2 separate regions of the Sus scrofa genome follow, and region 2 is linked to region 1. The links are chromatin contacts, called in public Hi-C maps. All regions are on one chromosome and are shown on one strand. Each heading gives the region's core, a stretch centred on a gene start, on an enhancer-like site or on the middle of the called end of the contact. The rest is flanking DNA. Distances are from core to core; before and after follow the strand shown.

What was found. Hi-C and Micro-C count contacts between places; a contact is called where the count stands out from the background.
Region 2: a contact with region 1 is called in a Hi-C map of fetal liver, with 2.0 times the contacts expected there. The contact joins the enhancer-like site here to the promoter of HEXDC in region 1. A contact is called at or near these places in 5 of 47 Hi-C or Micro-C datasets (embryonic fibroblasts, epiblast stem cells, fetal liver and 2 more) and 1 of 2 datasets of contacts at active chromatin or transcription factors (skeletal muscle).

Annotation. Positions count from the first base shown.
Region 1 is chr12:675,857-679,891 of Sscrofa11.1, forward strand. It overlaps HEXDC (hexosaminidase D), which reads right to left and starts at 2,097. Exons shown (of 13, transcript XM_021066340.1): 1 at 1,877-2,097; 2 at 275-323. The coding sequence starts at 1,931. OGFOD3 (2-oxoglutarate and iron-dependent oxygenase domain-containing protein 3) reads left to right here and starts at 1,290. Exons shown (of 9, transcript XM_003357915.5): 1 at 1,290-1,496; 2 at 3,256-3,476. The coding sequence starts at 1,423.
Region 2 is chr12:836,247-840,486 of Sscrofa11.1, forward strand. The region is part of intron 3 of CCDC57 (coiled-coil domain-containing protein 57); the gene reads left to right. Among named protein-coding and RNA genes, the nearest start is that of CCDC57, 19 kb to the left of the region's middle. Within about 2 kb of position 1,300, at least 31 of the 83 cell types and tissues checked have an H3K27ac peak or open chromatin away from gene starts, as enhancers often do. A contact at or near this core is called in fetal liver and skeletal muscle, where this site is marked.

The DNA.
Region 1 (4,035 bases), core at 847-3,346:
GGGCATATGGAGGTTCCCAGGCTAGGAGGCTGATTCAGAGCTGTAGCTGCTGGCCTACGCCACAGCCATGGCAACGACGGATCCTTAACCCACTGAGCGAGGCCAGTGATTGAACCTGCGTCCTCATGGATACTAGTCAGTCGTTTTCGCTGAGCCGCAATGGGAACTCCCGAGCTGAGAAGTCTGCATGCCTGCCCTGTGAGCCTCCTCGGGTTCAGAGAGAAATCCTGTCATTCCTGCAGCCCCGGGGTAGCAATGAACGCAGACGTCTTACCTGCAGCAGATGCACTTGGAATTGTTTACCAGCGTGAGGTGCTGCAAACCTAGAGGAAGAGGGAGAAGTCAGTACTCCATCTTCTGTGTGTGTGGCTCCATTGCTTTGAGTCCCTCCTCCATGAGTTCTACAGAAATGAAACTATTTCAAAGACTTGTCAACTGTCACCCCTGTTCTTAGACGACCCGCTAGGCCCACAACTGTCCCTTCTAGGTAAGTTGCCATGAGATGGCGTCTGATTGCCCCAGTTTCAGGACTGCTGGGCTGATCTCTTTTCTTGTCCAATGAGTCTAAGAAGGTTTTCTTTTCCCCCTGTACCAGTAAACTACTCACCTTCTTCAGACTTAACCTTCATGAATGAACCTCCCTGCTAATTCCACTCTTTCAGAATTTTAGGTATCCTGACAGGGCTCCTTAAGAGCTTACGTCTTGCCCACTGGATGGAAGGTTCTCTAGGGAAATTGAAAGCTGTAAACAAAGCAGCAGGTGAATTCCTGCTGCGGTGAAGTGGGTTAAGAATCCCACTGAAGTGGCTCCAAGGCTTCGGGTTTGATTCCATGCCCTGTGCAGTGGGTTAAAAGGGTCCTGCTTGCTGCAGGTAGGTCGCAGCTGCAGCTCGGATTCAGTCCCTGACCTGGGAATCCCCATATGCCATAAAATTGGGTGCAGCCATAAAATTAAAAAACAAACACAAACCCAAAGCAGCAAGTCCTTAGAGATGCAGGTGTACAAAGCACCAAATGGGTACAGGGTCCTCAGATGCGGCACGGGCCCAGGGAGAGGGGCCTGGAAACCCTCCGGGAGAGGCCTGGAGACCCCTGGGGAGCTGGACCTGGACCGGAGACCCCGGGAGAGTGCGCACGGCAGGGCGAGGACACACTTCAGAGAAGGCTCAGAAGCTCGTCCGGTTCCGTGGAGCGGGCAGGTGTGCACTGCAGAGTGCGCGCCAGGTCGGCGTTCAGGTCCCCGCCCCGCACCGCTCGGCGCTCGGCCTCCGATTGCTCCGGCCTGACCAACAGGCCGGAGGTCGACAGCCGAGCGCGTCGCTCCGGGTCCGCGGCCGCGCCGGCCTCGCACTGCCTCTCGCGGCGCTCGTCCGGGCTCGTGGGGGATCCCGCGTTCCGCACAGCGCTGCGGCGGCCCGGCCAATGGCACCTCAGCGGAGGGGCGCGCCCAAGGGGCCCGAGGGCTGCGGGGCGGCGGAGCGCGGGCGCCCGAACAGGTACCGGGCAGCGGGGGGGAGCGCGCGGGCGGCCCGTGGGCGTGGCCAGGGCGGAGGGGCGGGGCCTTCCCGGCGGGTTGTGGGCGGGGCCTTCCCTGGGACGTCGCGGCGGCGTGGGTGTGGCCTTGCCGCCGGGGCGTGGCATGTCCTTGAGCGGACCGGGAGCCGAGAGGGGCGAGGCCTGGCCGGAGGGCGGGGGCTGCCCGTGGGGGGACCGTCCCTGACCGCTTTCCGCATGTGTATCGCGGGCTCCACGCCGCGCCTCCTGGACGGGGACAGCGGTCGTGAGGCCCCCCTCGTCTGGTCGCTGGGCTTTCCTTAGGGCTGTGCACACGAGGGTTCACCGATGGGTGGCCCGCTGAATGAATAAATGATCTCACCATAGCCTTGGAGAGGATTCTGCCGAAAGCTTTCAGAGCCAGGGCGTATCTTCATCCTTCCAGGATAAATCACCGCGTAGTCGTGCTTGCCCCAGGGGCCGTGGACCTTACTCCCAATTCCCTTCTGTTTTGGCAGAATTCTCAGGGTACAGCTTGAGCCCGCTAACCCTGAACAGGGCTGGGTTCTTGTTTTGAGGAGAGGCCCCACCCCCTCAGGGGGGTGTTGCATCCGAATCTGGCCCAGGAGGCTCTTCCCCCTCTCTTGTCTCCGCACCTCCCTCTCCAGGAGAACTGTAACACCCACAGCTTTGTACCTCTCCTTGGGGTTCCAGCCCTTGCCACTGAGATGGGGGGTGCCGTCCCTCTGCCTCCTTCGGAGTTCTTGGGAAAGAGAAGTGATGGGCCCGCTGGAGTTAGGTGTCCACCTTGTTCTAATAAGAGGAGGCCAGGTGGGCTGGAGGCTGGACGGCCGTTCCGTGGTGTGGGGATGGGGGAAGGGGTCTTCGGGAGCTGGGCATCCATGCTCCCCGTTTAAGAGGACCGGTATCTGTCCAGCATGGTCTGACTGAGCTGTGCGCCCCGTGGGACTCATTTAATTGGATTTCATGTGTTACTTATAGAGCAGTTAGAGGTGGGAGGGGCGTATAAAAATAGAAGGCAGCCTTCCTGCTTTTCAGGAATCGACCTTGCACTTGAAGGAACAAGGTGCACCTCCATAAAAGGATTCCCGGGTCGGCTTCTCATTTCTGCCCGTCTAAGCCCTACACATGTTTCTTGGGTAACAGAGCACACGAGTGCTCCGTGACACGAAGTGAGCACAGACACGCACGGTGTGCACCACACACACACACAGACACGCCCGCAACTTCCACGGGGCGGGGTGACTCCCGCAGTTAACCTGAGGGCACAGAAAGTGTCTTGGTGGCGAGTCATTCTGTCATACTTGTGTTCTCTTTCTGGCCGCCAGTGGTTTCGGTGAAACTGGTTTGACTCACATTTGACTTAGTTCGCATGGTGCGCGCACGCCGCTCCGGGACCCCACGCATGGGGCTGTATGGGGCCGTTTTTAGATGCAGGCAACCTGATTGGTGCCACAGACTGTGCAAGGACCCTCACACAGGTTCTCTGTGGGCCGGGCTGGGAGGGAGGGACACTGACGGGCATTTCACCTTGTTGCCCTCGGAGGTCACAGTGAACCCTGCCTCGTCATGGGGGTGCTGGGAAGTGCCCCTGGACGGACTGTGAGTGGCTCTGACCGTGGCCAGCATGGGGACACTTTAAGGCTGTGAGTGAGTGTGGCATGGCCTCTGGTGGTCGTGGTCTCCCCTTTCAGCCCCGGCAGGTGTGTCTGGGTGACCACAGCTGTCTTCTGTTCTCAGCACCAAGGGTGTCCGGGCACCGCGGGATGTGCGGAGGAAGTGGCTGCGAGTCGCCGTCCTGGGGGCCTGCACCACGCTGGCGGGGCTCCTGCTGTGGGGCCGCCTGGGGGCTGATGAGGATGGCATCGCCGAGGTGCTTGCTGGCCGCAGCGAGGTCCTGCCGGGCAGGTTCATCGAGGTGCCCTGCTCCGAGGACTATGACAGTCAGCGCAGGTTTGAAGGTACTCGATGCGGAGGTGACGGGGGAGAGGGCAGCGTGGTCACGCCTCTGGGAGTTCCCACTGTGGCTCAGCAGTAACGAACCCGACTAGTGTCCACGAGGACGCAGGTTCGATCCCTGGCCTTGCTCAGTGGGTTAAGGATCCCGCGTGGCTGTGGCTGAGGTGCAGGCCGGCAGCTGTAGCTCTGATTGGACCCCTAGCCTGGGAACCTCCATGTGCAGCAGGTGCGGCCCTAAAAAGACAAATAGTCATGATGATAATGTATCAACGTTGAGACCGGTTGGCCTTGTGTGGGAGGGTCTGGGCTTCCAGTGGGGAGGGCGGGAAAGGTCGGGAGGTGAAGGTCCTGGTCATTCAACAGCGAGGGTGTGGGTAACGCCGCAGCTGCTCCTCTAAAACGGTTCCAGGGGCAAACTGGAGGTTGTGTACATTTTTACGACACCCCTCAGATAGCTGGGTGTGGTTGAAGCCTCTGGACTCCCCTTCCTCGCCCTCGGTGCGGGCGGCGTGTCTGTGGAGGTGCACTCCCGTGTGTGCACCGACGCTGACAGCTCACTTG
Region 2 (4,240 bases), core at 50-2,549, 160 kb after region 1:
GACACGGGGGCCTGAGGTCCAGAGGTGTTAAGTAACCCGCCCAGGACCCATCTTAGTAAGTGGCAGAGCTGTCATTTGAGCCCGAGACACCCAAACGTGTGAACTCGGGCGCTGTCGGCCTGTCTTGGGGCAACTACTCACGCCTTATTTTTAGCCTCGTGTCTGTGATATTGGAGAAGGAACTGGATCTAGACGTCAGCCTTGCTGTGCCCTCGGAGTGATGCTGAGTGAGCCACTGGACCCGAGCTCGGGCCCTGGTTTCCCAGGAGACGTGCCGCGGGGCAGGTGTGTTCCTACACCAGCCTGTGCTGCTCTGTGCTGGGCAGGGCCCCGCAGTTCTCAAGGACAGCCCCCCCCCGCCCCGCCATCCTCGGCCCCGCGCCAGTGCCCTGAGATAGGGCAGCATCGTGAGCCATGCTGTGCCCATCGGTCAGGGTAGACAGGCACCTGCCCGAGCCTCCCGCGTGGCCGGCGGCAGAGAGCGCCCCCCCCACCCCCACCCCCCCGCCTCCGCCCGGGTCTGGAAGCCCCGTCCTCGGTGCTGCGCGCGACGCCCTTCCCTGAGCTTCCTCGGAGGGCTTTCCTGTGGGATCCTCGGGGCCAGTCTGACTTTTGGAAACAGCCCAAGGTCACTGGGGCCTGAGCTGGGTGGCCAGGAAAAGCCCAGCTGTGACTCGTGTCCCTCAAGGGAGGCTTCCAAAGACGGCGCTTCGGAAGGGCTCCGGCCAGGCGGGGGCCGTGGCCCTGGGAGGCAGCGGTGACCCGGGGGAGCTGTGGCCGCTGGCCTGGGTCTCTGGGGGCAGCCCCGCCTGTCCACACGCAGCCCTTGCTGAGACTCAGGCTCGTTCTGGCTTTGCGCCCTCGCGGCCGTGAGGAGGGCGCTCCAGACTGGGTTTTCACTCCGGCGCTGTCTCCGGAGCGAAGGAGAGGGCGCCCGGCTCCCCCATTGCCAGGGGCTCTCTGGGCCGGGCAGCCGGGCCCACGCCGCCTCTGTCCGCCTTGGGGCTTCCCTAGCCGCTTTGCTGTCTCCGTTTGAGGCTCTGTGGGCACACTGTCCACCCGTCGGAGGGTGAACGCACTCAGTGCTGACAGTGAGCTTTCCTTCGGGAAAGAAACAGAAGACGACAGGCACCGAGTTACCCTGCTTAGCGCTTGGTTGGGCCTGCAGGTTGTAGACGGTGGACTTGGGGAAGCTTTTCCCTTGCTGGTTGGCAGTCACAGGATTAGAAGCCATTGGAGGAGAAACAGAACAGCTCATGGGCTTACTCATCCTGTAACAAACGGTCTCTGCCAGGCCCCCGCCCCGGGCCCAGGGTTGGGCCTGAGCACCGGCCCCGCCCGCCCTGGGTGCACAGTGCAGGCGGAACAGCACCGTCCCTGGGGGGAAGCCACGGAGGGACACGGAGGCGGGGCCCCGGGGGGGAAGAGGACATGTGAGCATGTGAGCGCAAGCCTGCAGGTGCCGGGGGTGTGGGAGGGAGCACGGGTGCCTGGGGCCAGAGTTCAGGTTCCCCAGGCCGAGGCGGGGCGGCGTGGCCCTCCCAGGCCCTCGGGGGAGGCCTGTGCTCCAGGTGAGCGGAGACGCTCTTGGGTGCTTTTTAAAGGGTCCTCTGCTGTTGCACTGAGGACAGGCTGTGGGGCCCCGAGGCTGCTGCAGCACTGGTGAGAGGTGGGCTGAGCCCCACAGCAGCGGGCAGGTGGGGACACACGCTGAGAGGGCAGGCGGGCCACGAGGCAGGCGCTTTGGAGCTGAGGGCCGACCTCGGGAGCCCAGCAGGGAGCGGGGGGTCGGGGTGGGGCTGGTCAGGCTGCGTGGGAGGTGGGGGCGTCACAGGTTCAGAGCTGAGAGCCTGGGGCTCCCCAAAGGGTGAGCCTTGAATGCAAGGACCAGGAAGGGGAGGGGACGTCAGACGGGGTGGGGGCAGCAGAGAGGGTGGTGAGGCGTGGGCCGGCTGGCCTTGGACGCAGCGCCTCGTTGCCTTCGCACCAACTGCTTCCCGCCGCGGGCCTGCGGGCCTCCTGCCCCCTGGCGGCCGTGGCCTGCGGAACCTGGGGCAGGACCAAGGGCTTCGCTGTTGTGAAGAGTGCTGGAAGGAGCGACCTGGGATCCTTCTGTCCTGATCCCAGTCTCTCGCGTGCCCCTACTGCATCTCGCTTCGCAGAGGATTAGAAAGTGTGACGCTCGTGTCTGTAGCTGTGTTTCTGCGCAGTGTCGCTGAGGATGGCGGGGAGGCTGCTGTGTGTGTATCGGCCTCTCCCAGACCCCCTTCTTGGGAGTTGTCCAGGCCTCTTCAAGGCAGGCCCCTGGGGAGGTCCCTGGTGGCTCAGTGGGTTAAGGACCTGGCCTTGCCACTGCTGTGGCTCTGGTTGCCGCCGTGGCGCAGTTTTGATCCCTGGCCCTGGAACTTGTGCATGCCGCAGGGGCAGCCGAAAAGAAAAAAGCAGGTGCTGTTACTTGGTCAGAGATCTCGAATCCGCTAGTGTGCTGTGCTGTCCGTGACTTCAAGCCGGTCCTCACCGCCTCGTCCCTGGCGTGAGCTCCTCGCGCTGGCCGGCGTCTGGGCAGCTGGCCCGCGGGAATGAGTGTCATCTGCGCCCCGCTCAGCACGGTGCCGGATGGAGTCGCTGTGGGATTCTAGGGCAGGAGAGGGACTGGAGTCGCACTGACCCGTTCCAGTGTGACTCTCTCCCTCACTGGGTACTTGGTGCGGCTGTGTCCAGGCCTCTGGTCCGTGTGGCACGTCGGCCACGCTTGTCCACTCTTCCGACGCCGCTGGAAACGGGATGATAAAGGACCAGGGCGGTGAGGCCCCACAGCGGTGATGGGGGCAGGAGCACCACCGCGAGGGCTTAGGGCTCAGGAGGCCAGGGGCCTGCGTGTGCCGTGCGGCCAGACGGGGGTCGGAGGTCCGCAGTTGGGGCCAGGACCCCCTCGCGTGCAGATGGGGTTCCCAGGCTCCGGCAGAAGCTCGGTGCAGCTTTCTTTCAAGAAGCTGAATTGCCCAGGGGGAGAAGCAAGGCGGCCCTGCGGGCCCCTGTGCCTGCAGCGCAGGTCTGACGTGGGGGTGATGCGCCCTCGTCACCTCCCGGAGGACTCAGCCCTGCTGAGCTGTAATTTCCTACGGCCCCGGCACCCGTGCTAAGCGTGTGCTTCCACAGGGTTCCAGGCAGGTTCTCCTGTGCAACCAGCAGGAGCACCCCCCGCCCCCCGGCTGGGGGCTCCCTGCTCCGGGAGCTGGGAGGTGGCTCCTGCCGGCTGTCTGAGGCATCCCGTCTGTCTGTCGGGTGGGCGTAGCTCGTCCCTTCTCTGCCCGGTGCCCTGCAGCTGTGTGGGCGCTCGGGCTGCTCTGTTCCCCGGCCGTGCCGCCGCACGCATCCTCGGGCGCGGGCTCGGTGACCGCCATGCGGTGCTGGCTTGGCTCTGACGTCAGAGCCTGCCCAGCCGTCTTCCTGGACGGTTGGGGCGTTTCACAGATGGGCCTTCTGGTCGCTCCGGTCCCGGCCCTCGGCGCCGTCGGTCTCTCTCTGTCCCCCGTCTCGTGGGCCCGTAGTCGTGCCGGGCTGTGGCTTGAGCACTCCTGATGATCAGCGTCTGAGCGCCTTTTCCTGCGCTCGTTGTCACACGTCTTCTTTTGGGACGTGTCTGTTCAACTTGTTATTTGTCTTCCTATTATTATTTGGCCGCACCCACGGCAGGCAGAAGCTCCCAGGCCAGGGAGCAGGCCTGCAGCACCGCAGCAACCCAAGCCCCAGCAGTGACAGTGCCGGGTCCTTAACCATTAGGCCACCAGGGAACTCCTTATTTTCGCATTATCAATGTGTAAGAGTGCTTCTTGTGTACTCCAGAAACACATCTTTTTTTTTTTGCCATTTCTTGGGCCGCTCCCTCAGCATATGGAGGTTTCCAGGCTAGGGGTCGAATCGGAGCTGCAGCACTGGCCTACACCAGAGCCACAGCAATGCAGGATCCAAGCCGCGGCTGCGACCTACACCACAGCTCACGGCAACGCCGGATCCTTAACCCACTGAGCGAGGCCAGGGATCGAACCCACATCCTCCTGGTTCCTAGTCGGATTTGTTACCCGCTGCGCCACGACGGGACCTCCCAGAAGCTCATCTTTAGATGCATACATTTGAAGTAGCTTCTCACTCTGTGCCTCCTCTTTTCCTGTCGCGCATGAGAAGCAGGTGTCTTTAATTTTGACGTCCCAGTGAGCTCTCTGTTGCCTCAGTCCGGAGG